Regions from separate parts of the Ovis aries genome. Here region 2 is linked to region 1. Evidence: chromatin contacts called from public Hi-C data. All regions are on one chromosome and are shown on one strand. Each heading gives the region's core, a stretch centred on a gene start, on an enhancer-like site or on the middle of the called end of the contact. The rest is flanking DNA. Distances are from core to core; before and after follow the strand shown. Region 1 has its middle 22 kb from the start of BLTP1. Region 2 holds the start of TRPC3 (transient receptor potential cation channel subfamily C member 3).

The links. A called contact is a pair of places that touch in the nucleus more often than the background predicts.
Region 2: a Hi-C map of blood shows a contact between it and region 1, with 3 times the contacts expected there. The contact joins the promoter of TRPC3 here to the enhancer-like site in region 1. A contact is called at or near these places in 3 of 16 Hi-C or Micro-C datasets (all in blood).

The regions. Positions count from the first base shown.
Region 1 is chr17:35,755,223-35,763,032 of ARS-UI_Ramb_v3.0, forward strand. No RefSeq gene overlaps it. Among named protein-coding and RNA genes, the nearest start is that of BLTP1, 22 kb to the left of the region's middle. Within about 2 kb of position 4,374, at least 10 of the 54 cell types and tissues checked have an H3K27ac peak or open chromatin away from gene starts, as enhancers often do.
Region 2 is chr17:35,928,564-35,936,373 of ARS-UI_Ramb_v3.0, forward strand. TRPC3 (transient receptor potential cation channel subfamily C member 3) reads left to right here and starts at 4,574. Exons shown (of 11, transcript XM_060401074.1): 1 at 4,574-5,148. The coding sequence starts at 4,934.

The DNA of each region.
Region 1 (7,810 bases), core at 3,124-5,623:
GGACTCAGAGAATGCAATGTAAGCCTCATCTTGACCAGAACCCCATTAACTGATCCTAATATTTTTCCATATTAACAGGGGACCATGACGATACTTCAGCACTCCGTATTACAATGTCACCTAGACACTGGGTCCATCAATCCTTTTCTTTGATGCATAGTTACCTATACAAATGGCTATAAATCTCTCCAGGGGAGGACTGAAGAAATCATCACCATGTGTATTTGGCGTGGTGTTACAGGCTCCCTCCCACTGCCAACTTTTAGTCAATGAGTTTTTCATCTGAAACCTCACTCAGGTGAAGAACTATGCAAGGAATCATATTTCTCACCCCCTGGTCATGTGTTCTTCATTTCTGCTGATATAAGTAAAACAGCTTCCATGATGGCTACCCATTGACTTTACCCTTGGGGATGCTGTATACTATTAATAATCTCTGTATTTTTTTCTGTATCAGACCTCTTGGCTTCCAATCTGATTTTGCTCATCACTATAATAATTGTTGTCCTTTAGCTTCTGGCTCTTAAGTGCCACCCTCTGCCTTCTGTTATTTTGAGATTCTATCATCCTCATTTCTGTCAGTGAGCCAAGTTAATTCTCATAGCCTTAGTAAATAATACATTCCCTGGGCCTTCCTGTGAAAAGTAATCATCTGCCAAATCTTATCATCATGCTGTATCCATCCACATGCTCACTCCCCTAATCTTTCAAATCCTTTCCTCTGCTGTCTACCAGGGAAACTGTGGCATTTCAAGTCTGTTCAGTGTGGGCCATGATATGGATGTCATACTGACAGGCTTTATCCATGCCTCTAGGAGACATTTCAGAAGCAAGTTCACACCATCTCCTGGGCCCTTTGCAAAACTATTAAATGCTGCATCTTAGTAGAAATGCTCCTTAGTCAATAAACATTTCCTTTGATCAGGACCCTCAGAATCCAGTCAATACATATTATTAGATTCTACATATATGCATTAATATATAATATTCATTGTTTGATTTCTGACTTACTTCACTCTGCCTGAAAATCTCTAGGTCCATGCACATCTCTACATATGAAAAAAATTGGTATAGAGAATCTCATTTACAAAGCAGAAATAAAGACACATATATAGAGAACAAATATATGGATACCAAGTGGGGAAGGAGGGTATGGGATGAACTGAGAGACTGAGATTGACATATATACACTATTGATACTATGTAGAAAATAGATAACTAATAAGAACCTGTTGTATAGCACAGGGGACTCTACTCAATGTTCTGTGGTGAATTAAATGGGAAGGAAATCCAAAAAGAGGGGATATGTGTATACTTATAGCTGATTCACTTTGCAGTACAGTAGAAACTAACACGACATTGAAAAGGAACTATACTACAATAAAAAAAATTTTAGAGGGAAACATTTTACCCCAAATGTAATACCTATCTTTAAAATTATAACAAAATTTCTGAAATTAAAAAAATTTTTTAAGTGTTAGATCTTAAAAAAATAATCTCTAAGCTCCTAATACCTACTACCATAGTTTAGCAGCTCCTTTAAGGTATGATTTTTATCCTCCATGATCAGGCCCAGATCAGTCCCAACTGTGTTGTTTTGTGACTTAACCCTAACTACCACACAATTGCACTCATTTCACATGCTAGCAAAGTAATACTCAAAATTCACCAAGCCAGGCTGCAACAGTGCATGAACCGAGCATGTCAAGATGTTCAAGCTAGATTTAGAAAATGCAGAGGAACCAGAGATCAAATTGCCAACATCTGTTGGATTATATAGAAAGCAAGGGAATTCCAGAAATAATATCTACTTCTGCTTTATTGACTATGCCAAAGTCTTTGACTGTGTGGATCACAATACACTGTGGAAAATTCTTTAAGAGAAGGGAATACCAGACCACCTGACCTGCCTCCTGTGAAATGTGTATGCAGGTCAAGGGGCAACATTTAGAACCAGACATGGAGCAACAGACTGGTTCCAAATTGGGAAAGGAGTCCATCAGGGCTGTATACTGTCACCCTGCTTATTTAACTTATATGCAGAATACATTATGAGAAACACTGGGCTGGATGAAGCACAAGCTGAAATCAAGATTGTCAGGAGAAATATCAATAACCTCAGATATGCAGATGACACCACCCTTATGGCAGAAAGTGAATAGGAACTAAAGAGCCTCTTGATGAAAATGAAAGAAGAGAGTGAAAAAACTGACTTACAACTCAACATTCAAAAAGCTAAGATCATGGCATATGGTCCCATCCCTTCGTGGCAAATGGATGGTGACAGACTTTATTTTCTTGGGCTCCAAAATCACTGCAGATGGTGACTGCAGCCATGAAATTAAAAGACGCTTGCTCCTTGGAAGAAATGCTACGACCAACCTAGACAGCATATTAAAAAGCAAAGACATTATTTTGCCAACCAAATGTCAATATAGTCAAAACTACGGTTTTTCCAGTAGTCATGTATGGATGTGAAAGTTGAACCATAAAGAAGACTGAATGCCAAAGAACTGATGCTTTAGAACTGTGGTGCTTGAGAAGACTCTGAAGAGTCCCTTGGACTGCCAGGAAATCCATCCAGTCCATCCTAAAGGAAATCAACTCTGAATATTCATTGCAAGGACTGATCCTGAAGCTGAAGCTCAAATACTTTGGCCATGTGATACAAATAGCCAACTCATTGGAAAAGACCCTGATGCTGGGAAAGATTGAAGGCAGGAGGAAAAAAGGGGATGACAGAGGACAAGATGGTTGAATAGCATCACCAACTCAATGGACATGAGTTTGAGCAAGCTCTGGGAGATGGCAAAAGTCAGGGAAGTCTGGCAAGTCTGGCATCCAACAAAGAGTTGGACATGACTGAGCGACTGAACAACAGGGCAGAGGGGAGACGGGGCAGATTGTGAGAGGGGTGCTTTCTGACTGGTGCAGAGAGGACTCCAAAACTTCTTCCAGTGTGGGTGCATCGCTAGTTTTCAACAGGGAGGACCAGGACATTGCTATAGACTCAGAAGTTTCAGGGGAGTATGAGGAGTCCAGCTCTTTGGAATCATTGTTTCAGATGCCTCTATCCAAGAGTTGCTGAAGTTTTCCCCATCAGAGGCCTTACCTTAGTGCAATAGACTACTATTGTTGGACATTAAATTTCTCTGAAATTCAGCCACTTAGACCATAATGTCTGATCTTGAGCCTCAACTTTCTCGGCTCTCCTGCTGAAGGAGTTGAGATTATTTGTATGTAAACAAAAAGGCCTTTTGGCTTCCAGAGTTCTTTTTAATTGTCTGCTACCTGGCTCTCAATTTTCTGTAGGGCATCAGTGGAACTTAGCAATACCACCCAATACTGCAATCCTCAAAGCTACTATTTTTTTAATTTTTTATTTTATATTAGAGTATAGCCAGTTAACAATGTTGTGATAGTTTCAGGTAGACAGCAAAGGGACTCAACCACACATATATGTGAATCCATTCTCCCCCAAATGGGGGCTTCCCAGGTGGTGCTAGTGGTAAAGAACCTGTCTGCCAGTGCTGGAGACATAAAGATGTGGGTTCAATCTCTGGGTCAGGAAGATTCCCTGGAGAAGGAAATGGCAACCCACTTCAGTCTTCCTGCCTGGAGAATTCTGTGGACAGAGGAGCCTGGTGGGCTACAGTCAATGGGCTCACAAAGAGTCAGACACGACTGAATGACTAACACACACACACACACACACACACACTCTCCCCCAAACTCCCCTCCCATCCAGGCTGTGGTATAACATTGAGCAGAGTTCCCTGTGCTATACAGTAGGACTTTGTTGGTTATCCACATTAAATATAGCAGTGTGCACATGTCAATCCCAGACTCCCTAACTATCCCTTTCCTCCACCCTTCCCTCCTGGTAACCATAAATTCATATTAGAGCTACTACTTCCTGTATGCTTCTCAGAGAGTAGACACAGAGCACCCGCTTGTTAGTGCATTTCCTTTTACTGGTACACCTTTTCAACTCATTACCAGTAAACAATTGGACCGCTGCCTTGTGCCAGGGTCTGCTGTGCTCCACCTGCCACCAGTAAAGGGGTCCTCAAGACCAGCCAGGTGGTGAATAATCCAGCTCTTGGCTGCAACTATAGCAGTCTGGATTCTTGGGAAACCTGCCTGCCAGTGCTGGAGACATAAGATGGAGATGGAGTTTGGGATGCAAGGTGTTTATTAGAGATCAATACTTGTGAAAAGAAGGGAGAGGGAATAAGATTTAGCAAAAGGGAGAAGACAAAATGTGATGCAAGCCAAACAAAGCCTCAGACAATCTGGAGGGGAGTTCTGGGCCTTTGAGCCCTAGCCTGGCTCATGACAGGATGTGGTCACCCCAGGAAGGGTGTGACCTTGCAGGAGGCTGTTCTGCTGCTGCTGAGGCAAACCCTGAAGGAGCTGACAGCTGGAGACCTTCTACTGTCTGCATTCTCCCCAGGCTGGGTAGCTTCCTTGAAAGAGGATATGGGTGGCACATTTTAGTATTTATACATTGTTTTAATTTTATGATTGGGATTATTTAAAATATTTACATAAGGTAAAAATTTAACTCATGTAAAAATTTGTACTGAGGGAAGTCTTATTCTTGTTTCTGTCCATTTGACTACATAAAAAACATTTTCTTAGTTCCTGCATTTTTTTCATGTTTAAAGTGCTTTTATTCATAATATAAATACATATAATACAATGGTTAAGACAAATAAGCAAATGGTAAATTATATTGTATTCAAATTCTTTTTTTTTTGGTCTAAGAAGGGCTTTATTTTTTTCTTAATATATATTTTATTGAAGTATAGTTGACTTACAATGTTTCAGGTGCACAGCAAGGTGATTCAGTTATACATATGCACATATATTACTTTTCAGATTATTTCCATTATAGGTTATTATAGGATACTGACTACAGTTCCCTGTGCTATACAGTATACCTTTGTTGCTTTTTGCACATCTAATTTTTAGTTAGAAATCTAGCATTCTCTTCATACTAAGTCAAACAAGTGGAATGAAATGTCATAAATTTTTCAGCTAGGCAAAAATTCATAAATTTTCTAAAATATATATTATATTATACATACTATGTATATGTATATGAAGGCTTTTCTACTACACTTGATAAAGTCTTGAGAAAGAACATTGTTTTAAAAAAAAGAAGAGATGGAGAAATTGGAAAACAGCTAACGAAAGGCGGGGGGGTCACTGAATATGAAATTCAAAAAGTGAAACAAACTAAGTAAAATGAAAAGATCCTCATATAGTCCAGTTGTTTTTAAACATGGCTGCTCATCAGAAACACACCTGGAGTTTGCAGGAAAAAAGCCACACCTGGGCATTTGTATTTTTCAAAAAATTCCAGGATAATTCTGATATGTATCTGAGTGTCTGCACTTTTTGCCTCTTTTTTTTTTTTTTTTCAAAAATAAACACACACACACACACACACACACACACACTTGCGTGAACACACGATCTTTTACTTCCTCTTTCTTCTTAGCATTCTATCAATATTCATTTGCCCCTTGTTTTTCTTAACAAAATTATAAATCAGTCTATCAATATATAGAAATTATCCTTTTTAAAAACAGCTCTGTAAAACTCTACTGTGTGCAGGTACTAGTTTATTAACTGATCTTCTATGGATAGACATTTAGGTTGCTTCCAATATTTTGTTATTACAGAGGATGCTGCCAATAATTTATGTCTTTCATCTTTATGGAGGTGCAACTTCAGGCTAAATTCCCTCAGCTGGGAGTGCTTGATGCAGTGATAAACACATGTGCAGTCCTGTTAGCTATTCTCACATTCCCCCCTCCATAGGGGTTATGCCCCTTTCCCTCCCACCCGAGATATCTAAGAGGCTCCTTTTCACACAGCCTCACCAACACAGGGGGCTGCCAATCTTTGGAATATTTACCAATCTGATAAGCGAGAAACTTAATTTAGTTTTCAGAACCATAAAAATTTGATTTCTTTTCTCACTTAAGCTGTTGTTCAGCATCTGTTCTGTGGATTCCTGTTTTGGGGAGCCTACAAGCCCTGAGATAACCTGGCCACCCCTCATCTCTGTCCTCCTCACGTGTCACTCTCCCACCAAGCCATCCCCACTACCACCACTGTCATTGTGCTCCAGTAACAATGGCCTTCTTTCTGTTCCTCAAACCAGAGCTCTGTATCAGTCACATTCTCCAGAGAAACAGCATCAATAGGATATACTATATCTTGGCAGTAATTATTGCAGGCTGGGTTCTTCAGAAGCAGATACTGGGATGGAATGTGTATGTCCATATGGATACAGAAACATCTCTCTCTCTCTGAATCACTCATATATAGTTTAAGGAATTGGCTCATACAATTGTGAAACTGACTGGTTTGAAATTCACAGGGAAAGCTGGACATTTAAGCAGAAGTTAATACTGTAGTCTTGAGGCAAAATTTCTCTCCTTTCCTGGGAAACCTTTTTTTTGCTCTTAAGGCCTTAAAATTGGATGATATGTACTCATATTTTCGGGCAATCTCCCTTACTTAAAGTTATCTGATTGTAGAAGTTAATCATGTTTACCAAATACCTTCACTGCAACCTCTAGACTACTGTCTGACTACAGCCTAGCCAAGCTGATACATAAAACAAACCATCATACACTCCAAATTTGTTTTTGCATTTGCTGTCTCCTCAGCCTAAAATCTCTGCATTCTGATCCCAGAATGAACGACTTCTTATCATTCAGTCTGGTTTTTTTTTTTTTTTTCAGTACTCTGTGTTTTTAAAATGTTTGTTAAATAAAGCAGTAAAAACCCCAACACAAGCATTTTTAATGCTCTGGAAAAATCATGAGCTAGTTCTGACCTCTTCAGAGGTCTTGTGGTGGCAGGTAGGAGCTAAACTCATGAGGCCTTTTCTTGACTAATTAGACCTGCCTACTAACCTTCCCATGAACATTATGAAAAGGCAAAAAGATCGGACACTGAAAGATGAACTCTCCAGGTCGGTAGCTGCCCAACATGCTACTGGAGATCAGTGGAGAAATAACTCCAGAAAGAACGAAGGGATGGAGCCAAAGCAAAAACAGTACCCAGTTGTGGATGTGATTGGTGATGGAAGCAAGGTCCCAGTACTATAAAGAGCAATATTACATAGGATCTGGAATGTCAGGTCCATGAATCAAGGCAAACTGGAAGTGGTGAAACAGGAGAGGGCAAGAGTGAACATCGACATTCTAGGAATCAGCGAACTAAGATGGACTGGAATGGGTGAATTTAACTGAGATGACCATTATATCTACTACTTTGGGCAGGAATCCCTTAGAACCATCATAGTCAACAAAAGAGTCTGAAATGCAGTACTTGGATGCAATCTCAAAAATGACAGAATGATCTCTGTTCATTTCCAAGGCAAACCATTCAATATCATGGTAATCCAAGTCTATGCCCAGACCAGTAATACTGAAGAAGCTGAAGTTGAATGGGTCTATGAAGACCTAAAAGACCTTTTAGAACTAACACCCCTAAAAGATATCCTTTTCATTCTAGGGGACTGGAATGCAAAAGTAGGAAGTCAAGACATACCTGGAGTAACAGGCAAATTTGGCCTTGGAGTACAGACAGCATAATAAAAAGCAGAGACATTACTTTGTCAACAAAGGTCTGTCTATTCAAGGCTATGGTTTTTCCAGTGGTCATATATAAATGTGAGTGTTGGACTATAAGGAGGGCTGAACACAGAATAATTGATGCTTTTGAACTGTAGTGTTGGAGAAGGCTCTTGAGGGTCCCTTGGACAGCAAGGAGATCCAACCAA
Region 2 (7,810 bases), core at 3,324-5,823, 170 kb after region 1:
GCGTGCTGCGATTCATGGGGTCACAAAGAGTCAGACATGACTGAGCAACTGAACTGAACTGAACTGATAGGGACAATAAAACAATCAGTGGTTGTCAAGGGTTAGGTGCAAGGGTGGGATGAACAGGTAAAGCACAGAGGATTTTTAAGGCAGTGAAAATACTCTGTGTGATGGATATATCAATATGTCATCATAAATTTGTCTAAATCTATAGAATATACAATACAAAAAGTGAACTCTAATGCAAACTATGGACTCTGGATGATAAAAATGTGTAACTGTAGGTTCATCAGTTGTAGCAACTATAATACTCTGGTGAACAGTGTTAATATTGGGGGAGGCTATGCAAGTGTCAAGGCTTCCCTAGTGGCCCAGATGGTAAAGAATCTGCCTGCAATGCAGGGGACCTGGGTTCAATCCCTGGGTCAGGAAGATCCCCTGGAGGAGGAAATGGCTACCCACTCCAGTATTCTTGCCTGGAAATTCCATGGACAAAGGAGACTGGTGGGCTACAGTCCATGGGGTTGTAGAGTCGGACATGACTAAGCAACTAACACAGAAAGATGCAAGTGTCAGGGTGGGAGGTATAAGAGAACTTTTTATACTTTGCACTCCTTTTTGCTGTGAATCTAAAACTTCTTTGAAAAAAAAAGTCTATTTTTCTTTAAAGCAAAGCAAAATCCACTTATAAGAGAATGTCTATCCTTAAGGAGGGAAAAAATGTGCACTGTTTGGAATATTATCACTTTGTCCATGCTCTTCCTCCCTTGAGAAAATTGCTAAGTCTAACCTTAATCCCAAGATGCAAGAATTACTGCTCAACAGGGCCTTCTTAGTAGGTGTGTTACAGACAACCCTGGAAGAAGACCGAGGGAGAGAGAGGAGATAGAGAAACAGAGAACAAAGCCTGCCATCAAGTGCAAAACAGATTTTATAGAAGGTATAGCATTTCTTAGCTTCTTCTCTGCCTTAGTGACCATCTCTACTTGAAAATAACTTGCCTCAACAGTTGATTTCATGAATATTGAATACTGATTTTGTCATTGTTGTTTTCCAAAGGAGTAATGGATTTCAAATGTATGTTAGGTAAACACTGATTTCATGAGTACACAGACAGCCAACAACTTATATACAGTGGCAGATCCTCTTTTACAGAAGCAAATGAAAAAGACAAAGCTGGTTTATGCCAAGGAGGTCCATATTTTCTCTCTCTTCTAAGAACCTACTTTCTTTTAGATTTCCTCTCCCCTGGGTTTTCATTAATCTCATGAATGTACTTCTTAAGAATAAAAATGTTGGCAGACTCTGGATGGAACAATTCCCTCAGCCCAGGAGAGATGGTTTGTCTTATATGCTGACTTGTGTCCCCGTCCCTCATTTATATGTTGAAATCCTAACTACCATACCTCAGAGTTTGACTATAATTGATTACAAATCTTTAAAGAGGTAACTAAGCTAAAAATAAGGTCATTACAACGGGGCCTAATGCAGTCTGACTTGTGTACTTTTAAGAAGAGGAGATCAGGACACAGACAGAGTAAGGCCAAATGAATACTCGGGAAGAAGACAGTCAAGGAGAGAGGTCTCAGAAGAAACCAACGCTGTCAACATCTTGATCTCAGACTTCCAGGTGACAGAACTGTCAGAAAACACATTTATGTTGTTTAAGCCACTCTTACAGTCTGTGACAGCCCTGGCAAACTAATACCACACTAAGAGTAAACCCTTGTGACTCTAGCACTCCCACAGTGTTTCAATCCAGAGCCTCTTAAAAGCAGTTCAGACACTTGCTAACATAATTATAAAGAACCTATAGACTTTCTGAATTCATTCAACAAACATTTTTGAGCTTGTTCTGTGCATCAGGTACTGAGCTAAATGCAAGGGAAAAAAGAGGAACTCTCAAGAAGCTCAAGGGTAAATAAGACCCCAAACGATCCTCCAGAATTCACAGTCTTAAGAGTAGACAGGCATATAAGGAGTTAATTTCAATGTGCTATCACTGTTGGTAAGACTGTAGTATGACAATGTGCCAAGGGCTATGGGAACTTCACTGGAAGGCAGGAGGGGTATCAAATAGGATGCCATACCTAGTCTAAGTCTTTAGTAAAAAGTAAAAGTGTGCCAAGTAGATGAAGGGAGAGAGACGTTTCAATCACAGCAATACCACAGACAAAGGTAGGAAATAGGAAAGTGGCTAGAATGTCAGGTAATGAGTGAGAAGGTCAGGATAATTGAAGTTAGGATGATATGAGGGAGGCTGGGAGGAGAGACTGAAAGATTAGGGTCAGACCAGGGAGAAATATCAATAACCTGATATGCAGATGACACCACCCTTATGGCAGAAAGTGAAGAGGAACTAAAAAGCCTCTTGATGAAAGTGAAAGAGGAGAACGAAAAAGTTGGCTTAAAGCTCAACATTCAGAAAACGAAGATCATGGCATCCAGTCCCATCACTTCATGGGAAATAGTTGGGGTAACAGCGGAAACAGTGTCAGACTTTATTTTGGGGGGCTCCAAAATCACTGCAGATGGTGACTGCAGCCATGAAATTAAAAGACGCTTACTCCTTGTTAGGACCAACCTAGATAGCATATTCAAAAGCAGAAACATCACTTTGCCAACAAAAGTCCGTCTAGCCAAGGCTATGGTTTTTCCAGTGGTCATGTATGGATGTGAGAGTTGGACTGTGAAGAAAGATGAGCGCTGAAGAATTGATGCTTTTGAACTGTGGTGTTGGAGAAGACTCTTGAGAATCCCTTGGATGGCAAGGAGATCCAACCAGTCCATTCTGAAGGAAATCAGCCCTGGGATTTCTGTGGAAGGACTGATGCTAAAGCTGAAACTCCAATACTTTGGCCACCTCATGCGAAGAGTTGACTCACTGGAAAAGACTCTGATGCTGGGAGGGATTGGGGGCAGGAGGAGAGGGGGACGACAGAGGATGAGATGTCTGGATGGCATCACTGACTTGATGGACGTGAGTCTGAGTGAACTCTGGAAGTTGGTGATGGACAGGGAGGCCTGGCGAGCTGCAATTCATGGGGTTGCAAAGAGTCGGACACGACTGAGCGACTGAACTGAACTGAACTGAACTGAACAAAGAGTTGGGTATGCCAAATTTGGATTTTAACCTGAAAGCAGTGGGAAGCCACCAGAGATTTTTACAGTGAAAAGTCATGATCAGACTTGTTCTGAGCATGATCTCTCTAGTAGCCTGGAGAATGAAATGGTTTGGGGAAAAGGTGGGCTGCAGAAATACTGGATGGCAGGGAGGATGATAAAGCCTTAACTGAAGCAGTGGTTTGGCGGTGCAGAAAGCAGTCCTGCTTTAGAAATACTGCAGGGGTCTAAAAACTTGCACTATGACGATTTTAACACTTCTACTTCTATATGTGCTAGTATGGGAAAGGTGCTTCCAACTGTAAGACACTAGGCAGTATTTATTTTTTCTGTACCAGATGTATAAATAAATATAAATACCATTGCTTCCTTAAACATACAGACGTTATCATCTTAATAAAACACACAATATATTATCTACTTTTTAAGACTATAATTCAAAAGAGCTAAATTTCCTTGTATTTTGTTTAAATTTGAGAATAAGCTTTCTTTAAAAAATATAGTGTAATTGGATACAGGTAAAAATGAGTATCTTATTTCATCATAGCATATCTGGTACATTTGTGATTCTTCTAAGTTGGACTTGCTGGAAAGTGTTTATTTGAGGCACTAGAAAGCTTTGGAAAATACACTTGCCTAGCTCTGAGTTTTCTATTACCTATCTTGAGTAGTTTACTCAGTCTCACTAGGGCTCAGTTTTCTTAGTTCTAAAATAATACTCTTCTATATTATTTAATAATATTAATTATATATAATAATTAGTAATATTAATTTTATATAATTCTAATAATATTCTAAAATAATATTTCTTATTTCTAAAGGGATAAATTTCTTGATCCTTAAAATTCCTTCTGCCTAAAATCCCATGAGGCTTTTTCTCCCAGAAGAAATACTGTTCTTGAATCTTTTTAAAGGCAATTTTTACGTTTTAAAAAGGATACTTTTAATTTTTTCAGAAAATATTTCTTGGAAAGTATATAAATCTTGTTAGATGTTTTGAGATTCATTAAAAAACAAACAAACAAAAAACTTACCTGAAGCATTCTGCACGATTAAAACATTACCATTCTTAGCACTCAGGGGAATGTACTAAAACCTCAGTAGGTTCAACTAAGTTTTAGAGTGAATAACACAACGAACAAATGTGCCTCTTCAAAGAAATATAAAGCTGACTAGGGTAAATACAATTGCAGGAAAATTAACAAGCCAGACTATTTCCTTTCCCCCTTCCTTGGGAAACCTGTATGTCTAAAGGGAACAGGGCTCTTTTGGGAGAGAAAGGAGAGATTAGGGAGGGAAGTTTCTCTGATTTCTTTATGCCCTGCCTGCTGATGTCGGCTTTCCTCTCCAGTTCTCGCTGTCTGATAAGGAATTGATTCTTCCCCTCCTCTCCCTCCCTCCCTTCCTCCCTCCCCCTCTCTTCCTTCGCCCTCAGCCGCGGTACTGTCCTAGCAAGTGATGCTGTCGGAGACAGGAGACGGGCGCGGAGGCACCGCAGCCGCAGGCGCCGCGGGGCAGGAGAGCGTTTCCCAGCACTCGCGCCCCGCTCGGCCCAGAGCTTCCTCCTCGCGGCCACGGGCGCGGCTGCTGCCCCCGCGGTTTGAAGGTGCGCGCCGGCGACCCGGCTTTGGTTCCCGCCTCTAACTGCTCGGTCTTCGGCTGCGCGGGTCTCTCTTCCTGCCTCCCCGCCCGGGGCCGCCCGGGGCCCGCTGGAGGTGGGGAAAAGGCGCCGCGGGGAGAACGCGCCTCGGCGGCGGTGGAGACCGAGGCCGGCGGCCGGCATCCTCGCGCTCGGACCGCGGCCGGCGCGATGTCCAGCAAGGTCAGGAAGTGCAAGGAGCAAGCGAGGGTGACCTTCCCCGCGCCGGAGGAGGAGGAGGAGGAGGGCGAGGACGAAGGCGCGGAGCCGCAGCGCCGCCGGCGGGGCTGGAGGGGCGTCAACGGGGGACTAGAGCCGCGCTCGGCGCCCCCGCAGCGGGGACCGCGCGCCTACTGCCCGCCGCCCTTCTCGCCGGGGCCCGACATGTGAGTACCAGGCTGGCCCGCGGCCCGTGCCTCGGGCGGGGGGGGCGGGCAGGCGCGCCCCGGCAGCCCCGCGCTGTGCCCCGGACCGCCAAAGTCCACCCTCCGTGGCAGTCCTATTCGGGGCAACTCGGGTGGGCGGTAGACCTAAGCTGGGGTCTCGCCTCTCTTGGTCCTGCTCTGTGGAGGGACTCCGGGGACGCCCGAAGGCGTGGCTGGGGTCTCTGTCCCGGCTCCAGCGCACGGACCAGCCCCGCGGATGGAAACAACGGACGCCAGACACGCTGTCCAGTAAGCAGACGCCCGCTCTCCTCCAAGCGAGGATGCGCGCACAGCCGCCAGTGGGCTGGGGGCCTCGCGGAAAATGTTCCCCGGGGTCCCCGAACTGCCCCCGGCAGGTCAGAGAAGGGGACGGTGTGCTTAGGCCCCGGCGTTCAGCGTGGAGCCACCCCGGGAACCTGAGTCTCTTCCGACGCTTCCGGCCGTGGGGAGAAGGGAGCGGACGGTGTGTGGTACAGAGTGTGTGGGTGGAAGGTCTGCCCGGACGCCTTTTTTCCCGACCGTCCATTCACAGTCGGGGCTAACCTGGAGCCGAAGCCGGCGGGTCTCCCGGGGGAGAGTGAGCGCGGGGCGCCGCGGGAACCGCCTTAGAGCTACTTGGTTGGAGTTCCCAGGAGGCTCAGGGTCAGTAACTGTTCCTTTTTTAAAGGAAGGTAGAGGTCCGCGCTTTAATGCCTGAGCAAGAACAACTTTTCTTAATTTCCAAATCTTGGAAACAGCCTCTCTGAGACGCAGAGAGGATGAAGAGACTGGTTAGTTTTCTAGGGTGCATGCTCTCTGTTTCTTTTGTCACGTACCTTGGACGTTTAGCAGGGTTTACTGTCTTTTTAGGAAGAGCGCACAGATAGGTAGAGACCTTGGGGCCAGTCTTTGCGGGCGGCACTAACCACTTGGGCCGGGGAAGGGGTTCTCCGGGCAAGGGACGGAGGTTCCGCAGCGCCCCCTGCTGCCCGCGAGCTGCACACAGCTACGGTGTGAAGCCTGTGGGGCGACCTCGACCCGGCAGGATAGTGTGCAAGGCTGAGCTGGTCAGTGTCCGCTCCTAACTCGGCTGGACCGGCCTAATTAAAAGGAGAACTCAGTGGCTGGGAAAGGTTTCTGATTTTAAATGAGCGACGCATCCCAACGTGGTTCAGTTATTGCTGAAGATTAGCCTGGAGTGGAAATGGCCCAGGAAATGGAGGGAAGGTAGGTTCTTTGAGATTAAAGCCCCGGCCAGCTCTGTTCCCCACCTCCCTAAGGTTTTAAGACATTGTCCATATTCCCTTTTGCCAGTCTGGTTTTTAGAACCCAACTCAGTTTCTTGATTCTTTAATTATTTTTCTTTTGTCTTAAATCCACACTAAATGGGACACCAGAGCGCGCTTATCTGAGAAAGTAGGGCGAAGCAAAGATTACACACTTTGCTTTTTGAAGTTTGAGGTCAATCACACAAAGCGCTAGGACAAATTCTAATGTAGACTTGCGGTCTAACTGATAATAGAACATCTTTCTTGGCTATCTGCTGACTTTACATAACTCAACAGGTAAATGTTGTATATTTACTTTGTAAAGCGGCTGAAAAGACTGTCATGTGACGGAGATACGTATTAATATACGTTCCTTCTGAAGGTAGAGCCGCAAGCTCTTCATGTTTTTTCCAGGCCTGTAACTTGGTAATAGCAGAGACTAACTTGATATTTGTAGCAGAGATTATCTGTTTATTCCAACTTTGAGTGGAATATGGCCACAGTTTAATAGCTCAGACAGTGAACACAGCCCCAGGACGGAATTGGAGACGGATATCCAGTCTGTCAAAGCCCCAGGGTCATTTTCAGAATGACCAGAATAGAACAGCCAAATTTAACAGTCAGAGGGATGCTGAGGGTAGACTCCCACTTTTACCAAAAAGATTCCTTGACATAACCCTTTTGCTCATTTCACTGCTCCATGCTCCAGTATTCCATTTGGGAATTTTAAATAGACTGAATCAGGGGGAATAGTGTCATCTGCTATATCACTAGCAAGAATTTTTTTTTTAAAAAATTATCCTTTGATAAAACTCTTGATAGAGCCATTGATTCAAGCCAAGACTTCCCTTTTCCCAATTGTTTGCAAACCTAGGATCAAGGAGTATACTGTTTGCATGATTAATTCAGTCTGAAAGTTTTAAAAAATATTTAATGAACTCCAAAAGCATTTGAAGTCAGTTCTTGTGAGTTTTAATCTGAAGACATTCCTTAAACATTTACATGTGCAAAGTTCAGACTAGGTACAGCAAGCCACAAAGATGAGTATGACAACTTTACTGCACTCAAGGAGTTTAAAATCTCGTAAGGGAGAGGTGTAAATGAAGCCGGGATAAATAATTATGCTATTAGAGTAGAATGAGCGCATAAATACATACATACAAGGAGAGAGCTCTGCAGAGTCAAGTGCCAAGAGGAAATGGACAACATAAGATTATGGAGAAATCAAGAAAACCTTTTATGAGCCTGAAAAGGTAAATAAGATCAGAGGCAGAAAGAGAGTGGGCAGTTAATTCAAGCACTCTACCCCACTCCACCCCTATTCCAAAGTGCCCCGGATGTCCAGGGAATATTAAGTTTTATTGAAACATAGATTG